Linked DNA regions of Canis lupus: region 2 is linked to region 1. The links are chromatin contacts, called in public Hi-C maps. All regions are on one chromosome and are shown on one strand. The core of a region is the stretch at or near the end of the contact, and the rest is flanking DNA. Distances in the headings are between cores, read along the strand shown. Region 1 holds the start of SP100 (nuclear autoantigen Sp-100). Region 2 overlaps LOC100686622 (nuclear body protein SP140-like protein).

What was found. A called contact is a pair of places that touch in the nucleus more often than the background predicts.
Region 2: a contact with region 1 is called in a Hi-C map of blood, with 4 times the contacts expected there. The contact joins the enhancer-like site here to the promoter of SP100 in region 1. A contact is called at or near these places in 5 of 9 Hi-C or Micro-C datasets (amygdala, blood, liver and 1 more).

The regions. Positions count from the first base shown.
Region 1 is chr25:42,720,368-42,724,182 of UU_Cfam_GSD_1.0, reverse strand. SP100 (nuclear autoantigen Sp-100) reads right to left here and starts at 2,026. Exons shown (of 29, transcript XM_038574098.1): 1 at 1,869-2,026. The coding sequence starts at 1,900.
Region 2 is chr25:42,856,453-42,860,267 of UU_Cfam_GSD_1.0, reverse strand. The region is part of intron 1 of LOC100686622 (nuclear body protein SP140-like protein); the gene reads left to right. Among named protein-coding and RNA genes, the nearest start is that of CAB39, 44 kb to the left of the region's middle. Within about 2 kb of position 1,862, at least 2 of the 20 cell types and tissues checked have an H3K27ac peak or open chromatin away from gene starts, as enhancers often do. A contact at or near this core is called in blood, where this site is marked.

The DNA.
Region 1 (3,815 bases), core at 777-3,276:
GGCACAGACACCAGCTGTGAAGGAAGCATAATTTTGCCCCACGATTGAAAAAGAAAATGTTTCTTTTGTGATGCAAGAGAAGGGACTTCAGTGCAGTGAAGGTAGACTTGAATCTGCCATCTTAAGAACCCGAGAGCTGCGGTGAAGGACCATGCGTGGAATATCCATCAGTAGCTTTTCTGCATCGCTTCGATTAATTAGAACAACAGAGGGTGCATCAATACTATAAAAAGCCCACACTCTAAACTTTAAGCTCTAATAAGATCAAGTTACCATGAACATAGTTCTAAGACAAGGAGAGTATATTTTTAACTTTCAGAATATTTAGCAAGTTCTCCCTTCTTATTAAAGAAGCGACGATTGTGTCAACTGAAAACACTGGCAGGAAATGAACCAGGAATTGATTGAAGAAGCAAATGGCCAAGAAACCAGAAACATTGTCCAACATCCCATGGGATCCGGAAAATGCACACTAAAACAAGATGCAACTCTTTAACTACCATCTTTGGAAAGTTTGGGTGTGGGGAGATGGCTTATCCATCTGAACATACTGATTCAGCTACTTAGAAAAGCAATCGAGCAGGATGCATAAACAAGTAAATATTAGTAACCTTTGCCTCCCCGATTCTACTTTTTTTGGTTGCTGACATGAGACAAATACTTGTAAATGTACACAAATATAAGGAAATCGATGATTCATATCATAGTTTCTTGACAAAGTGAACAACTGAAGATGACCTAAATGTCCGTCAATGGACACTGCAGGATGACTTAAAAATTGTGGTGTATCTATTCTATGGAAAAGCATGTGGCTCTTAAAAAGAATGAAGTAGACATATATTAAGGTGATCTCTAGAATTTTCACTATTAAAATAAGATAAAATGAAAAATGTAAAATAGCATATACAATATAATCCCATTTATTAAAAAAAAAAAAAAAGCCAAGGCACAAAGTGCTTATTTAGGGAAATAAGCTACACCTATAAATGCACAGAAAAAGATCTGAAAGTTTATGCCGGAAACACTTAATAGGACCCAGGTTAGAAGTGGTGGCGGGGTAGGTGGTAAACAGGATGTTTTTCCCTCTATATAATTTCCATTTTGTTTAAAATTTGCTGAGAAAAAAAAATACAATTTGCTGAGCAAGAATATATAATGTATTTCTTTTCTATTAAACAATAAATTGATCAAAATAGTAATATTATCTCTGACCCATCACTAGAGAACTAGATAGGCTTTCCACCCCCTTCCAGAACAACAAAAAATCGTAGTAAAGATAAAAATCCTGAGCCTGCGCTACATACTTTGGTGGTCAGGAGCCTTTCTCTTTTCTTTACTTCCTTTGGTCAAGATGATGAGGAAAAACCCAGACCCCCAGCCAGAGATAGAAGCAGGGCCCGAGCCGATGATGGAGGCCCGTTCACAGGACAGGTGTTGAGACCACAGCACCCAGCGTTTGAGCAGAAGTCAAGTGTGTTTACTCTGCACGGCCTATTTTCTCAATGTGACCTTTTCTGAAGTGACTCACGAAGGTAGAGGAGGCCTGAGGGAAAGTAGAAAGTTCAGAGGTCATGAGGAGGAGACAACAAATCCCTCTGGCAAGCCTCAGAGAGGAGAGGGCCTCCAGCTGAGCAGCGTTGCAAAACCAGAAAGTCCTGCGTGTGGCGTGGTCGTGAGCTGACCCCAGCCCCTGATTCCCTCATGACCTCTTCCAGCACTTTATTATACCGCAAGCCAGCATTCTTGTAGACCGGGTCTAAAGTCCAGATTTTGTTTTAGGGTCTCAACTTTGGACTCTTTAGAAAGACAGTGAAGCAGCCCCCAGCCAGAAAGAGGGAGGGATGAGAGGGAAAGAGATCAAGACTGACCTGGAACTGAGGTCTCTTTCCCCATCGGCCATGTTTCCACTCTGGGCCCCCCTGGGCCCCCGCCTGGGCCTCAAGTATGGCCTTCGGACCCTGCTTTGGGGCGGCCTGGTTCACGGTGGCTGCTAAGCCCAGAGCAGGAAGTTTGTGAATTGACTCAGGCACACAGAGCTCCGCCCAGGTTGGGAAAAGAGAAGTGAAAGTATCTCTCTTTTGCTGGGCAGATAGGGTTTCCTTCCTGCAGCTCCTCCATGGTTCTCAGGCCCCAAGACTTGTGCCAGCAGGCATAGAGGGCGAGGAGGGACTCCTCAGGGCCTGGAGAGGCCGGGGCCAGTCCCTGGGGTCCACTTGTTGGACACAGAAACATCTGTGTGTCCTCAAGTGCTCCTGCCTTTCTGTCTAAAAGGGCTTCTGAGTGTAATGGGGTGGGCAGTGGGGAGCTTAGTGTTTGTCCCTTCCCCTGGCTGACATGGCTGGGGGGCGAAAGGAGGGAGAGTCGGAAGATTCTTGTCTTCTCCCTTCCTGTGGGAGAGCCTGCACTGGGTAAGGTCCCAGCATGGGAACACGGGGCTGCAGGGAGCCCAAACGCTCAGCATCATATACCTGGGGAAATGTTCTTACTGTTCCTAGAACTCCACTGCAGGTTAAGAGAGAAGTCTGCAAGGCCACAGCCAAGGGGGTGACGTTGGTTAACATCTCCAGCACATGAGTTTAAGGTACCCTGACCCCAGGGATGATGAGACACCCGAAAAGGAGTCCTGGGAATGCTGAGCAGGGCAGGCTTCCTCCCTTGGATGGAGGAGGCTGGAACTGAGAAGACCGGGAAGCAAATGGGCAGGTGAGCCCAGTGGGGAGGGTGACCTCTGCCTCCGAGTCCTGTCTGTCCATGGATTTCTCACTGGGATTCCGAGTGCTCATTCCACAAAGCTTGACTCAATTACACTTGAAACTGCAGGGGAAGGAGGTTTCCACCCTCTTTCCTTAGATATCCTGTCTTTCCCCACAAAGGCGCCAACATCAGCCTGGCGAGGATTCCAGGATGCTGATAAGGACATCCTTACCCATGGGGCGCGGGTCTCTCTGCCCCTCTCTCCCTCCCTCTCATGACTAGAAGGACTAGTAAGCTGAGCCACTGTTGGGCCTCCATGGGATATGTGGCCCAGACAAGGCCCGACACAGATGACACCAGCCTTTTCTAGTGTCCCCTGCCTCTCTCCTTCTCTGTCCCTGGGCAGCAGCCTGAGCCAGGCCACCACCGTGCCAGATGTTGTCATAAACGTGCCAGCTCTTCAGTGGGTCTGCATAGGGTTGCTGAGATAGGCAGCTGGCGGGGTGGGGGCACCCGCGGGTGGCCCTCGTGGGGTTGGCCGTGCCACCTTTGGCTGCTCCTGGCCTGAAGGAGGGTTGGAGCCATTCCTATGGGGCCAGAGGAAGCTGGGCGAGCCCCACCTCTGCAGAAGCTGCTGTGGTTCCTGAGGAATCTGGAGGTCTCTTGAAGAAAGTGAAGTTTCTGTGATCCAGAAAATGCCAGGCCCACCGGCTTAGCAAAGAGAAAGAACCAGCCTGAGAAGTAGATGGAACTCCTGAAAATTCCACTGGCCTGATTTGCAGGAAACAAGGAAGCACCTGGGGCAGTTCTTGCAGCTTCAAGGAATAGTAGTAACACCAGGGTCCACTGTCTCTGTCCTGGAAGGAGCCCAAGTGCTGGACCTGGAGGCCTGGAGGTGGGAGAGGCCACGCTGAGGAGGGACCACCAGGCAAAGGACCCACCAAGGGGACGGGCTCTGTGAGTGTCCCCAGGAGCTGCTTCTGATCAGACTTCCATAGTGGGGCTGTTTTCAATCTGGGAGACCCCTGTGGGGACCAGAGGTTTGTCCCTGGGAACTCAAGGGCAAGAAGAAGCAGCAGCTGAGCAGCAACAGTGGCCACTGGGGCAGGGGGATCAAGAGC
Region 2 (3,815 bases), core at 613-3,112, 140 kb before region 1:
AGATGTTCAATATTTCTGTAGCAAATACTTTGTTTTTTTTTTATAAATTTATTTTTTATTGGTGTTCAATTTGCCAACATATAAAATAACACCCAGTGCTCATCCCATCAAGTGCCCCCCTCAGTGCCGTCACCCAGTCACCCCCCCCCCCCACCTCCCCTTCCACCACCCCTAGTTCATTTCCCAGAGTTAGGAGTCTTTCATGTTCTGTCTCCCTTTCTGATATTTCCCACTCATTTTTTCTCCTTTCCCCTTTATTCCCTTTCACTATTTTTTGTATTCCCCAATTGAAAGAGACCATATAATGTTTGTCCTTCTCCGATTGACTTATTTCACTCAGCATAATACCCTCCAGTTCCATCCACGTCGAAGCAAATGGTGGGTATTTGTCGTTTCTAATGGCTGAGGAATATTCCATTGTATACATAGACCACATCTTCTTTATCCATTCATCTTTCGATGGACACCGAGGCTCCTTCCACAGTGTTGCTATTGCTGTAGCAAATACTTTGAACATTACTGAGAGAATTTAAAAAAGGATAAAATAGGGGTGCTTGCGTGGCTCAGTTGGTTGGGCATCTGTCTTCAGCTCTGGTCATGATCTCTGGGTCCTAGGATCAAGACCTCACCACTGAGCATGGAGTTCCCTGCTCAGTGGGGAGTCTGCTTCTCTCACCCACACATTCTCTCTCTCACCATGAATAAATAAAGTCTTAAAAAAAAAAGAACAAAATAAGTGAAGATCTCCACCTTGTTTATGGATTAAAAGATTAAGTATTATTAAGAACTTAATTTGCCCGTTCTTCCTAAACTCACCTACCAATTTAGGGCAGTTCCAGTAAAAATACTAGCTGGTTGCTTTGTGGTAATTGAGAAAATGATTCTGAAATTCATATGGAGATTAAAATAATTTAGAATAACCAAAGCGATTCTGAATACAAACAAAGCTGGAGGACTTAGATTACCTGATTTTGAGACTTACTATAAAGGTACAGTAATTACAATATAATATTGGATGCAAGAATGGGCAAATAGGCTGATGGAATAGCAAAGAGTCAAGAAACTTCCCTGACATATATGGTACCTGGACTCACTCCATGGCAAGTCAGTAAGGAAATAATGTTTTTTTCAATAAGTGATACAGATCAATTAAACATCCGTATGTAACAAAGTAATCTTGACCCCTTCCTCACACCCTATACAATAATAAATTGTCATCCTAAATGTGAAGGTTAAAACAATAAGTGTGATGGTATATCTTGATGTTGGTAGTAGTTATATGAACTTGTGTCCTCTTTGTGGCAGTTTATCTAGCTCTATATTTATGTTTTATACTCTTTTAATCTATGAATTATACTTCACAACAAAATTTATTTAAAAAAACAAAAAGAAGCATCAGAACTATAGATGAAAATGTTCGAGGGATCCCTGGGTGGCGCAGCGGTTTGGCGCCTGCCTTTGGCCCAGGGCGCGATCCTGGAGACCCGGGATCGAATCCCACGTCGGGCTCCCGGTGCATGGAGCCTGCTTCTCCCTCTGCCTGTGTCTCTGCCTCTCTCACTCTCTCTCCGTGACTACCATAAATAAATAAAAATTAAAAAAAAAAAAAAGAAAAAAAAAAGAAAATGTTCGAATTTTACTGTATATGTAAATTACACTTTGATAAGAAGATGGAAGAACAAAGTAAGGCTATTGGGCTGTTGGGAGCTAGCTACCCTGACATAAATCAGCCACCAACCGCAACTTGATGAACCTGTGCATCATAGGAGCTCTGCCCCCATGAACAACTCATCTCACTCCGAGGGCACCATGGGAGGAAGTGGAAAATTCACCAGGCAGGAAGAAGTCAGAAGAGCTATGTGATTAGCATCTGACTCTATGCAGATTCAGTTTCAAGACGTGATGAGTATGTAGAAGACAATGGAAAACCGCACTGCCTCCTGTCCCCAGGTTTTAGGCAGGAAACTTCATGATGAATCACACCCCAAATACCGGTGTGATTGATCTGTTGAATGGACAAGCAGTAAGAAACCAATCTTTTTGTTTCCTAATGTCACCTCCAACCTGCTTTTTGAAATCACCGTATCTTTTCTTGGTGTTTTGGTTTGGGTGTCCCTAGAAGCAGACATGAATTTGAGATCAAGTAATTTTTATGGAGGCAATCCCGTGAGTAGGAGTAGTGAGAAAGTGAGATAGAAAAGTGAACCAGCCAATGAAGAGGGAGTTTTCAGGCCATATAGTGCAGGAAGCTGCGTCCTGACCCTACAGACACCTGCTCCTCATTGGTTGAGGATTGTTTCCAGGCCCTGAGCTCTGTAGCATTTCTAGTTTGCCTTGCTTGAAGTTTGGGTGCCCTCCTCTGCCAGATAGAAGCGCTCAGCCAGAACTTCAGGTATTAGCAATACGTGGCCTCCTTGCCTAGAATTAAGGCCACATGGGGTGGGTATGACTGTGTCTGTTAAAACTACTTAAAATCTGAGGAGGGTTCATATTTTTTCTGGGCCCTTTAGTCACTAGAAAAGAATTTTTAATCAAATAGATCTCATCTGCTCTAATATTTGATATTTTATTGCACTTAAATCCTCTCCCTGACATTAGCTGGGGCCTTACTTAGTCTGAGGACCAACAGGAAAGTGATCTGATTGCTTTTCCTTCCTAATCACTCATTTTCCTCTTTTACTATCTGCCCTTTTCAGTTTCTGCAGAGCTGCAGTGGCAGGGCCGGAGAGGAAGGGGCAGGAGAGGCTTTGCCTAACCTGTTCCTTTGTAATTGCACCCTGGTGTTTTCTCTGCATGCGGCAGATGCCCAGGTACTAGATTATTTTCTCAGGGAGCATTTCAGGGGGATTTGGGAGGGGTCCTACTATTTTGGGATATCTTGCTCCTGCAGTTCCCTTGAAGTGGCTGATGTCTCCTCTTGCCGGCCAACTGATTACCAATGAAAGACTCCCTTCTCTGCTTTCTAATTCATCCCTCTGCTGTCCTTCCATATGGGTCTCTTGGGCAAAGCCTCCCTCGAGAAGACCTGTTAGGGCTCCCTACAGCAAGCCCACCTCTGGCCATTGGGAGATGAGCATCCATCCTTGTCCATCAGGCTCTCTAAGTGCAGGCATTCCCATCATAGAGATAGCTACTTTTTTTTTTTTTTTTTTTTTTCCTGTCAGCTGCTAGCTTCCTACAACTCACAGGGTGAGTTTTAGACACAGCCTCCAGCCTTTAGACTCTGCAAGTGTGATTCCAGCCCTGTGTCCTTCATGTCTAGCTCTCCAAGAAGTCCTTTGAAAGCCCCTTGCACTGGTTGGAAGTGGTGTATATGCCTTGCGATGCCAGCTTGAAAGCTAGGAAGCTTTGGGTTGCAAGGAATGCAAAATCCAAGGCTTAAACTATAAAGCCTTTAACTGTAAGACTGGTATATTTCAGGGCAGACTGAACCAGGGCTTTAAAGATATCTCCAAGAACCCAGGGTGTTTGCCTTTCTCAGCTCTGCTGCTTCTGAAGGTGGCGGGTATCAGATGCAGTTCAGGTTGCATGGTTTTTGGTTCACATCTAGTAGTTTACATCCTTCTCTGGAGATCCCTCTGTCCCACCATTTTAAGGGGAAGTTCTGAAAGTCACTCTGGCCCAATTTAAGATACAACCCCCCCTCCCTTAACAGTCTCACGGGTGAGGTAATGGAAGATGCTGATTGGCTAATCCAACCAGGGTCTGACCTGGCATTGGAGTAGGTCCCGTCCCCTGCAGTATGCAGTTAGCGGCAGAAATGAAAATCTGGGTGTTGTTAGGAAAAGAGGAATGGATGATGAGTAAACAACCAT